2 separate regions of the Sus scrofa genome follow, and region 1 is linked to region 2. A link is a contact called in public Hi-C data. All regions are on one chromosome and are shown on one strand. The core of a region is the stretch at or near the end of the contact, and the rest is flanking DNA. Distances in the headings are between cores, read along the strand shown. Region 1 overlaps KIRREL (kin of IRRE-like protein 1). Region 2 has its middle 11 kb from the start of CFAP45.

The links. Hi-C and Micro-C count contacts between places; a contact is called where the count stands out from the background.
Region 1: a contact with region 2 is called in a Hi-C map of embryonic fibroblasts, with 1.9 times the contacts expected there. The contact joins two enhancer-like sites. A contact is called at or near these places in 1 of 47 Hi-C or Micro-C datasets (embryonic fibroblasts) and 1 of 2 datasets of contacts at active chromatin or transcription factors (skeletal muscle).

What each region holds. Positions count from the first base shown.
Region 1 is chr4:92,260,265-92,264,439 of Sscrofa11.1, reverse strand. All of the region lies in intron 1 of KIRREL (kin of IRRE-like protein 1), which reads left to right. Among named protein-coding and RNA genes, the nearest start is that of KIRREL, 29 kb to the left of the region's middle. Within about 2 kb of position 2,654, at least 49 of the 83 cell types and tissues checked have an H3K27ac peak or open chromatin away from gene starts, as enhancers often do. A contact at or near this core is called in embryonic fibroblasts and skeletal muscle, where this site is marked.
Region 2 is chr4:90,580,823-90,584,918 of Sscrofa11.1, reverse strand. No RefSeq gene overlaps it. Among named protein-coding and RNA genes, the nearest start is that of CFAP45, 11 kb to the left of the region's middle. Within about 2 kb of position 1,793, at least 63 of the 83 cell types and tissues checked have an H3K27ac peak or open chromatin away from gene starts, as enhancers often do. A contact at or near this core is called in embryonic fibroblasts and skeletal muscle, where this site is marked.

The DNA.
Region 1 (4,175 bases), core at 1,405-3,904, 1.7 Mb before region 2:
TGAGGAGCGCTATTTGAGTCCTCCAGATTAAAGGCCATCTGTAAATAGAGTTAACTCCCAATTGACCCAGTAGAGGGGGAGCCTTTCCAGGGATAACACCCAGCCACTGATTTTTTTTTTTTTTAATCTCTTTCTTTTTTAAACTTTCGAATGCATCATGGTGGCAATCATGATGATAATAATCAGATTTGCCTTGCTTATTAGAGTTGACTTGGACTGCTATTTAAATGAATTTCTAATTCCCTGCTCACACCAAGACTGACAACCGAGACATCCTGGGTGGCAAAGAGAATCAACCTGCCTGGGATTAAGATTCTTCCATGGATAATCTCCAAAGTGAGAAATCTACACGTGAGGAATAGAGAGGAGTAGCCAGCTGATGGCATTTTCCTTGGATGCATTTTGCCTCATCAAATGAGGGCAAGAACTAAGCCCAGGGAAGATAGAGGGTTCGATGAGGAGAGTTTGGCAAAACACAGTCTGTATTTGTGAGCCTGGCACAGCCTGATCTCCATCAGGTGAGGTTTACCCCAGGGCTTTGTTTCTTTCTTGTCTCTTCATTTTCAACCAACCTTTCATTGGGTCCTGGAGGAGAAAGAAAAAGACAGAAGCCAGAAAACAACCATCACCCATGGCACTCTTGTTTTGTTCAGCCCCACATTTATTGAGCATTTACTGAATGCTAGGCACTCCTATATGCATGCCCTGGGTGTGCAAGGAGAGGCGAGCTGTCTTTACTGCCTCAGGGTAGGCTTCTGGTTCTTTCTCTTACCTATAAGTAGGACAAACTGTCCAGTGGATATACAGCCTGGGGAACTGGCATCTCTGAGCACTGGTCATATTCCTCCTTTTCCCCCTTCTGCTCATGCATTTCTCAAGGTCCCTCTTCCTCTAGTTTCTCCCTCATTTCCTCAAGGTCTTTATCTCCAGCCCTCTCTCATTTTCTCAGTTCCCTCTCCAAAGTCCTCTCTTCTTCAGAGTCTTTCTTTTCATATGTTCAAGGTCTTTCTCTTTTTTCTATTCAAATAATTTTTTTTAAGAAAGAAAATAGCTTTATATAATTTTCTTTTCTCTCTCCTTCAGGTTTTTTTTTTTTTTTTTTTTTTAACTCTTTACCAATTACTTGTAAGGAAAAAAAAAAACAGCTCTCTCAATCTCTCAGTTCTTTTGCTCAGAAGAAGACAAAAGATCCTTCAGAATTAGAGAGGAAGGGGGAAAAGAAAAAAAAAAAGATTCCAGTTAAAAATCTTCATCAGGGTCAAAAACCTGACAGAAAAGCTTTGTTTGAAGGGAATGCGAAGGGAGGGAGAGGAGGGAATTGGCAGCTAGCAACTCTCAACCTCAAAAGGCAAATATCTTGAGGGTTGAAGGAAATCTGGAGATAGCGAGCATTCCCATTGAAGTATTGGAATAGCTTTGATTTCCTTTTTAACCAGAGAATCTTCTCCTGTGGAGGCTCATAGAATATGCTGGGAAGAGTTGAGGGGTGGGAAAGAAGGGGAAGCAGGAAACTACCATTTTAATTTTATGCTGGGTCAGAATTGTCGAGAGTCAGAGTCAGGATGATTGCAAAGAAAGTGCAGGCCTTGAAACCTTAGGCCCCAGTGGGCTGCACCACTCTTCTCAGCCTTAATACTTTCCGAGAGCGGGAACAAGAAGTGAGTAAGCAGAGTGGAGGCATGAGGGGAGGCCCTGGGGGAACTGATGTACTGTGAAACCCTAGCAGAGACCCGTGGGCAGGTGGGCAGCCACATGGCGGCATTGTCATGGAACCAGGATGGAGAGTGATGGCTGCCCACCTGGGATCTGAGAGGGTGTGTGTTATGTGGACAGAGATGGGAGGTGGGGGAACAAAAGTTCCAACTGGCCATAACTTCTGTAGGACTTTTGGCAGCAAAGATTCAGAAATGCCCTTTGAATTAAGAAAGAATGAAAGCAAAGGATAACATGGGACATTACTGAAGGAGTGTCGAGTGGGAAGACTAGAATGAGGAAAAAAACACAAAGCTGGACACCTGGACAAGAGGGAAGTGCAAAGAGAGGACAGGAACCCATCACTCATTAAGCCCATATAAATGCCTACCTTCCCAGGAGGCCAGGCTGATGGCAGTGGATGGGCCAGCTTGAGAACTATTTGTGGCAAGTGTTTAAGATCCCAGGCTGCTTTTGACCCAGCACCTGGTACCCAGCCATCGACTGATGTGTGACGAGGGAATATGAACCAATTTTAATATTAGCTTGAACAAAACATAATTAGGAAGAGAAATTTGCTTCTGCTCCTCTGGCTGCTGCAGCAAAGAAGTTACATAAGCTTTATTCAAATGAGTTGGGACCATTTCCCCATTCCCTTCCCCAGGTCTCTGACTTGAACAAAGAAGTCGAGGCCCAGACCCTCCATCCTTGCCTTCTGGAAATACTGCCTAGCAGCAGATCTAAGACCCTCAGCCGGAGAAGGACAGTGAACAAGAGCACAAATCAAATAACCAAAGGGAAAGAAACCAAGAGGCAGACTGCAGGGGAAAGGGATACAGAGCTGAGGGGGAAAAACAAAAGGTACTGAGTTATCCTGAGACAACTGCAGAAGAACAAGATGGATTCAGGAAGGAATTAACTCTGTGCATGCCCTACAATATAAGGTGGGCAAAGGGAAGAATGTGGAGTGTTTTGGCAGAGCCCCTTGGGATGGTTGGGAAAGATTGAGGGAGTGGGTGGGTGGCAGTGGGGGTGACATTTGTGTGGAATGTTAAGGCCACAGACACATCCCAGGCTGAGCTCCACGTGGCCCCTTAGAGTGAGCTGCTCACTCAGGGTACTTCATCTGGGTGGAGGGAGGCAGGAGTGGAAACTCCAGGCCTAATTGCTGGGTCTCTCTCAGCTCTTCCAGGGAGCACAGGGCAGGAAATTCCTCAAATTCCAGGCTTGTAGGATCATTGCTGAGCGTAACCGCAGAGCGAGGGAAAGAGGCAGAGAGGGCTGCGTCCTCTCCATCTTTTTTTCCTTTGCAGTTTTAAAGCAGCAGCAAATTAGAAGGGTTTAGTGGGGCTGATGGCTAAAAGAAAGGCCCCAAACATAACAGTCTCTTGCGAGGAAAGTTCCAGATCTGGGAATCCCAGAGAAATTGGCTCTGAATTGAGTAACTTTGAGGTTGAAAATAGACTGCTGTGGACAGGGACAGGAATTTTTCCCAGGGTGATTTTTTTTTTTTTTTTTTTTTTGAAGCTCTGAGGAATGACCTTTGGAAAGGAACTTGCTTTAGGAGAACCTGAGCAAGAATTATCTTGTTGAAATAAATGATGGCGGAACAGGGAGCACATCCAAAGGGGTCTCTGGGGTTTACAGAATTTCCTTTTGCTCAGAGGGAGAGGCCAGTCAGGTCTCCTCCCACAGCACTGGATGGGGGCGGGAGGGAGAGCTGATGCTGTTCCACACACTGTTCCCTGAACAGCCCACACATCTTCTCACCCCCACGCTCATTTGGACCACTGATCCTTCTTCCCATCCCGTGCCTTCTGAAATCTGGATTTGCCTGGAGATGCACTTTTAATGCCCCTTTCTCTCTTTCCTTTTTTTTTTTTTTTTTTAAGGGCATATGGAAGTTCCCAGGCTAGGGGGTCGAATCAGAGCCACAGCTGTCACCCTACGCCATAGGCACAGCCACATGGGATCTGAGCCATGTCTGTCACAGCTGCTCATGGCAACACCGGATCCTTAACCCACTGCGTGAGGCCAGGGATCAAACCCACGTCCTCATGGATCCTAGTGGAGTTCAGTAACCGTTGAGCCACAAAGGGAACTCCTAATGCCTCTCTTAAGGTAGTTTTCTCTACTCCCCCGAAAGAATAAGCGATTCTTTCCTTGGGACTTCCAAAGCAAATTGCTTAATTTCGTTGTGACACTTATATTCTGCCTTAATCATAGGAAGTTTTTTATCCCTGTCTCTGTCACCAGACTGTAACACTCCTGAAGGATAGGGAGTGTGTCTTGTTCTTATTGGTAACTTCCTTCTCTTTCCTCTTCTCCCCACGCATAGCGGAGTGCCTGCTACACAATATATCCACACACAGAAACACACAAATGCTTATTGAGTGAATATTCCGGGCATTGGCAGGTCCCCATAATGAAATTTTAATTCAGAGTCTGGTTCCTCTTCCAGCTAACCACTTCTGTTCCTCACT
Region 2 (4,096 bases), core at 544-3,043:
TCAGCAGAGGCCCACCATCCTTCCCCTTATCCTCTAGCTATAAAAATAAACAACCAATTCCCATGAGCACTGGGCTCTCCCTGATCATCAGGAAGTCGGCCCGAGGTACTAACAGCATTTCTCATCTCAATAAACTCGTCTTTCTCTTCACCTTGCTCTGAGTCTGGAAATTTTTTCCAACCCTACCATGGACCACGACAGCTTCCACATTTCTGTAGAAGAGTTCGTGTTAGGTGCATGGAGTTGTTGGTCAGTGGTGATTTATTGCCCTTCTTTTCTCTGAGCTCCTTTGCTGTATACACACATCCTGGCAGTTCTCCAGGACTGAGGCCCCACCTCCTTCCAGGACAGCTCTCCGGTGACTTGTTCTCCTGGGGCAGCACAGTGAAGAAGGAAAGCAGTGACTGATTTTGGAGCCAGACCAGCTTGAGCCCCTGGCGCAGCCACTTAGAGCTGAGAGACCGCAAGTAATCTGCCGAACCACCTGGGCCCCGTGTCTCATCTATGAGATGGATAATAGCCCAAGAGAGAGGTGCTGTGAAAAGAGCAGACCGGGCTCAAAAATCATTTTGCAGTAGTTCCTGTCGTGGCTCAGTAGAAAAGAATCTGACTAGCATCCATGAGGATGCAGGTTTGATCCCTGGCCTTGCTCAGTGGGTTAAGGATCCGGTGTTGCCGTGAGCTGTGGGGTAGGTTGCAGATGTGGCTTGGATCTGGCGTTGCTGTGGCTGTGGTGTAGGCGGGCAGCCACAGCTCCAATTCCACCCCTGGCTGGGGAACCTCCATATGCCGAGGGTGCGGCCCTAAAAAAACAACAACAAAAAATCATTCTGCACAGTGCCTGGTGGTTTTCTTCCCTCTCTCTTTCCGCAGAGCAAGGGGATATAGGGGGGTGGGGACAAATGTCTTTGTCCTCAGGGTCATGTAAACACAACCAGGAATCAGATTGTAAATCCTTTAAGTTGCACAGATGCCCGAGACACTATTTCACGACCCCCTTCTTCCTGGAATACTTGAACTCTCAAAATTGCCTCAAGTCTTTCTAAAACAAAGCGTGGCTTAAAACATAAATAACGACTTACATGCATGAATTCTTTTACTCCAGGAATTTGCTGCCTTCCTGCTTTCTTCAAAAACCCTCTCTTTCCCATTCTTTACACTGTGGGCCTTCCTGCTACAGCCTGAGAGACCCAGGCAAGGGGCAGAGGTGGGGGAGAGGGCTTGAGGAGTAGGAAGATTTGGGGAGGCAAGAAGAAAGAGTAAGGGGGGGAGTGGAACTGGGGGAGGAAGATGGTTAGGGTGAGAGTGGAAAGGGGAGTACTAGGCAATGCCTGTGGCTGGCTGGAGGCCCTGGGTCCAGAGCTGGGAGGGAGGGAAAGGGAGAGGGTGCAGGCTAGAAGGGCAATGTCACCCTCCATGGGGGAAGTGCTCCTTCTTGGGGGGAGCCATGCTCAAGAAGCTGAACTTCCAGAGCCGTGACAGAGGGAGCCCCACGTGGGCTGATCATACCTCCCCACTACCTCAACCTTCTTACCGGGCCACATTCCCAATGGGCAGATAACCCTCAGGCCAAGGAGAAAGATATGAATAAATCTGCGGCCTCCCCTACTTTTTCAGAATCTCATCTCCACTATCCCGCCCACTCCAGGCCCTAGGGCCAGCGTTGCCCTGGTGCCCTGGACACGCCTCCACAGGCCTGGCACCAGCTTTCCCTCCTACGTGACCAGCACGGGCCCTGGACTGGGTGGCGGATGCTGAGATAAGGCCAAGGAAGGGAAAACCGCCAGAGCCAGGAAGTTACACAGCCTGGTTCCCCTGGTAACCCAGCCACAGTCACCAAAACAGTACTGGGTGGGGGTGGGGCGGGGACAACTCCCATTCAAGGCACAGCCAGGGCTGGCCCAGACCTCAGTTTTCTTGTTGGAGAAACTTCTCGATGAATCTCCTAGGACAGTGCTGCCTAAGAATTATGGGGGAGGCCCATTTAACAGGCAAATTCAAGGCACGACCCCCACCCCCTCCACCACAGATTCTTGGCCTAATAGGTCTCATAGGACTAATGCGGATCTGCATTTCTAACCAGCACCCCCAGGAGATCCCAATGCTGGCAGTCTGAGGACATCGCTCAGAGGGTGGCAGGATTGGGGGAAGATACAGGATGGAGCCTGAGCATCCCAACCATCCTGTGTCTCCTGGCGTCTACAGCCAGCACATCTCCAGGGATGCATGACGTGGGTATTTTCAACATCCAGTGACCTGCATGCTAGTACATGCAGAACCAATTCAAAACCATGAACTTGGGCTGAACTCCTTCTGGGCCTGGTAGGACTCATCTGAGAACCATGAGCCATCTGAAGACGCATCTGATGATTCTGGCCCATCGCTTAGAGTCTCTAGGTTTTAGTTTCTCCCTTCTCTCCCAAGGATGTAAATGTATTCAGGCCTTCCTGGGAGGTAACACAGCTCCCTGGAATTAATAGGCATGGCTGTACTTGTGAAAGTACAACCCTTAGCTATTGTCCCGGTGGTTGGGACAGCTTTTTTTGCTGGAGGTCAGGGAGCCTTGAGGACAGAAACCCCAAGGGGCAGGATCCTTTCTGTAGCTGCCAGATCTCCCTTTGCCCTGGAGAGGTGGCTGCTGCAGAGCTGAACTTCCGGTACCTCTTCCTCAGCCTAACCGCTCCCTTCCTCACTGTGGCCCTGGTCTCCACCCACAGAAAAGCCACAGTGCATGCTGGCTGCAGGCTGAACCCTTCCCCAAGGTCAGCCACTAGGCTGGGGAGCTCCATGATGGGTCGAGCAATTAATTTGGACTTCTTCTGCCACGAGTTTAAATCCCAATTTAGGAGTTCCCGTTGTGGCTCAGTAGTTATGAACCTGACTGGTATCCATAACGACTCAGGTTTGATCCCTAGCCTTGCTCAGTGGGTTGAGGATCCAGTGTTGCTGTGAGCTGTGGTGTAGGTCACAGATGCGGCTAGGATCTGGCATTGCTGTGGCTGTGGTGTAGGGCAGCAGCTATAGCTCTGATTCACCCCCTAGCCTTGGAACCTCCATATGCCCTAGGTGCGGCCCTAAAAAGACAAAAACAAACAAACAAACAAACAAATAAATCCGAGTTTAGTAGTTCCTGTTGTGACTCAGTGGTAATGAACCTGACTGGTACCATGAGGACACAGGTTTGATCTCTGGCCTTGCTCAGTGGGTGGAGTATCTGGCATTGCTGTGAGCTGTGGTGTAGGTCACAGATGTGGCTCAGATCTGGCGCTGCTGGGGCTGTGGTGTAGGCCAGCAGCTACGGCTCAGATTCGATCCCTAGCCTGGGAACTTCCACATGCCGAAGGCAGCCCTATAAAGAAAAGAAAAAAAAATCAATCCAGTTTAGCTACCTGTTGGGTCCTGCAAGTTACTTTTGCTCTCTTAGCCTCAGTTTCCTCATCTGTACAATGGGAAAGAATAATGTTTTTTGCCAGTGGTCAAGCCCCTTCTCCTGGATTTCCCATCCCAGCTACAGACACAGTTGTCTTAGTGGCTGAAGCCAGTAGCCTGTCTTTCTGGATCCCTCTTCTGCTTCCTCACTCTGCATAGTCAGTCAGGGTACTAAACAATTTTGAAATCCATTCTCCTTTTTCCATCCCCACTAGCCCTCCTTGCGCAGGAGGCTGTCATTTCTGCCTAGACTGCTGTAGTAACCTCCTGGAGTCAGCTTGCCTCACTCACTAGTCTTCTCCAAGCCGGGGCCATTCTCTAGCCTTACAGCCTAAGGAAACAGGCTGAAGTAAAACCCAACTCTTGGAGTTCCTGTCATAGCACAGTGGTTAACGAATCCGACTAGGATCCATGAGGTTGTGGGTTCCATCCCTGCCCTTGCTCAGTGGGTTAAGGAACCGGTGTTGCCTTGAGCTGTGGTGTAGGTCGCAGATGTGACTCGGATCCCGTATTGCTGTGGCTGAGGCTGTGGCTGGTGGCTACAGCTCTGATTAGACCCCTAGCCTGGGAACCTCCATGTGCTGCAAGAGCAGCCCTAGAAAAGGCAAAAAGCCAAAAAAAAAAAAAAAAAAAAAAAAAAAACCCAACTCTCATCTCTCTGCTTAAA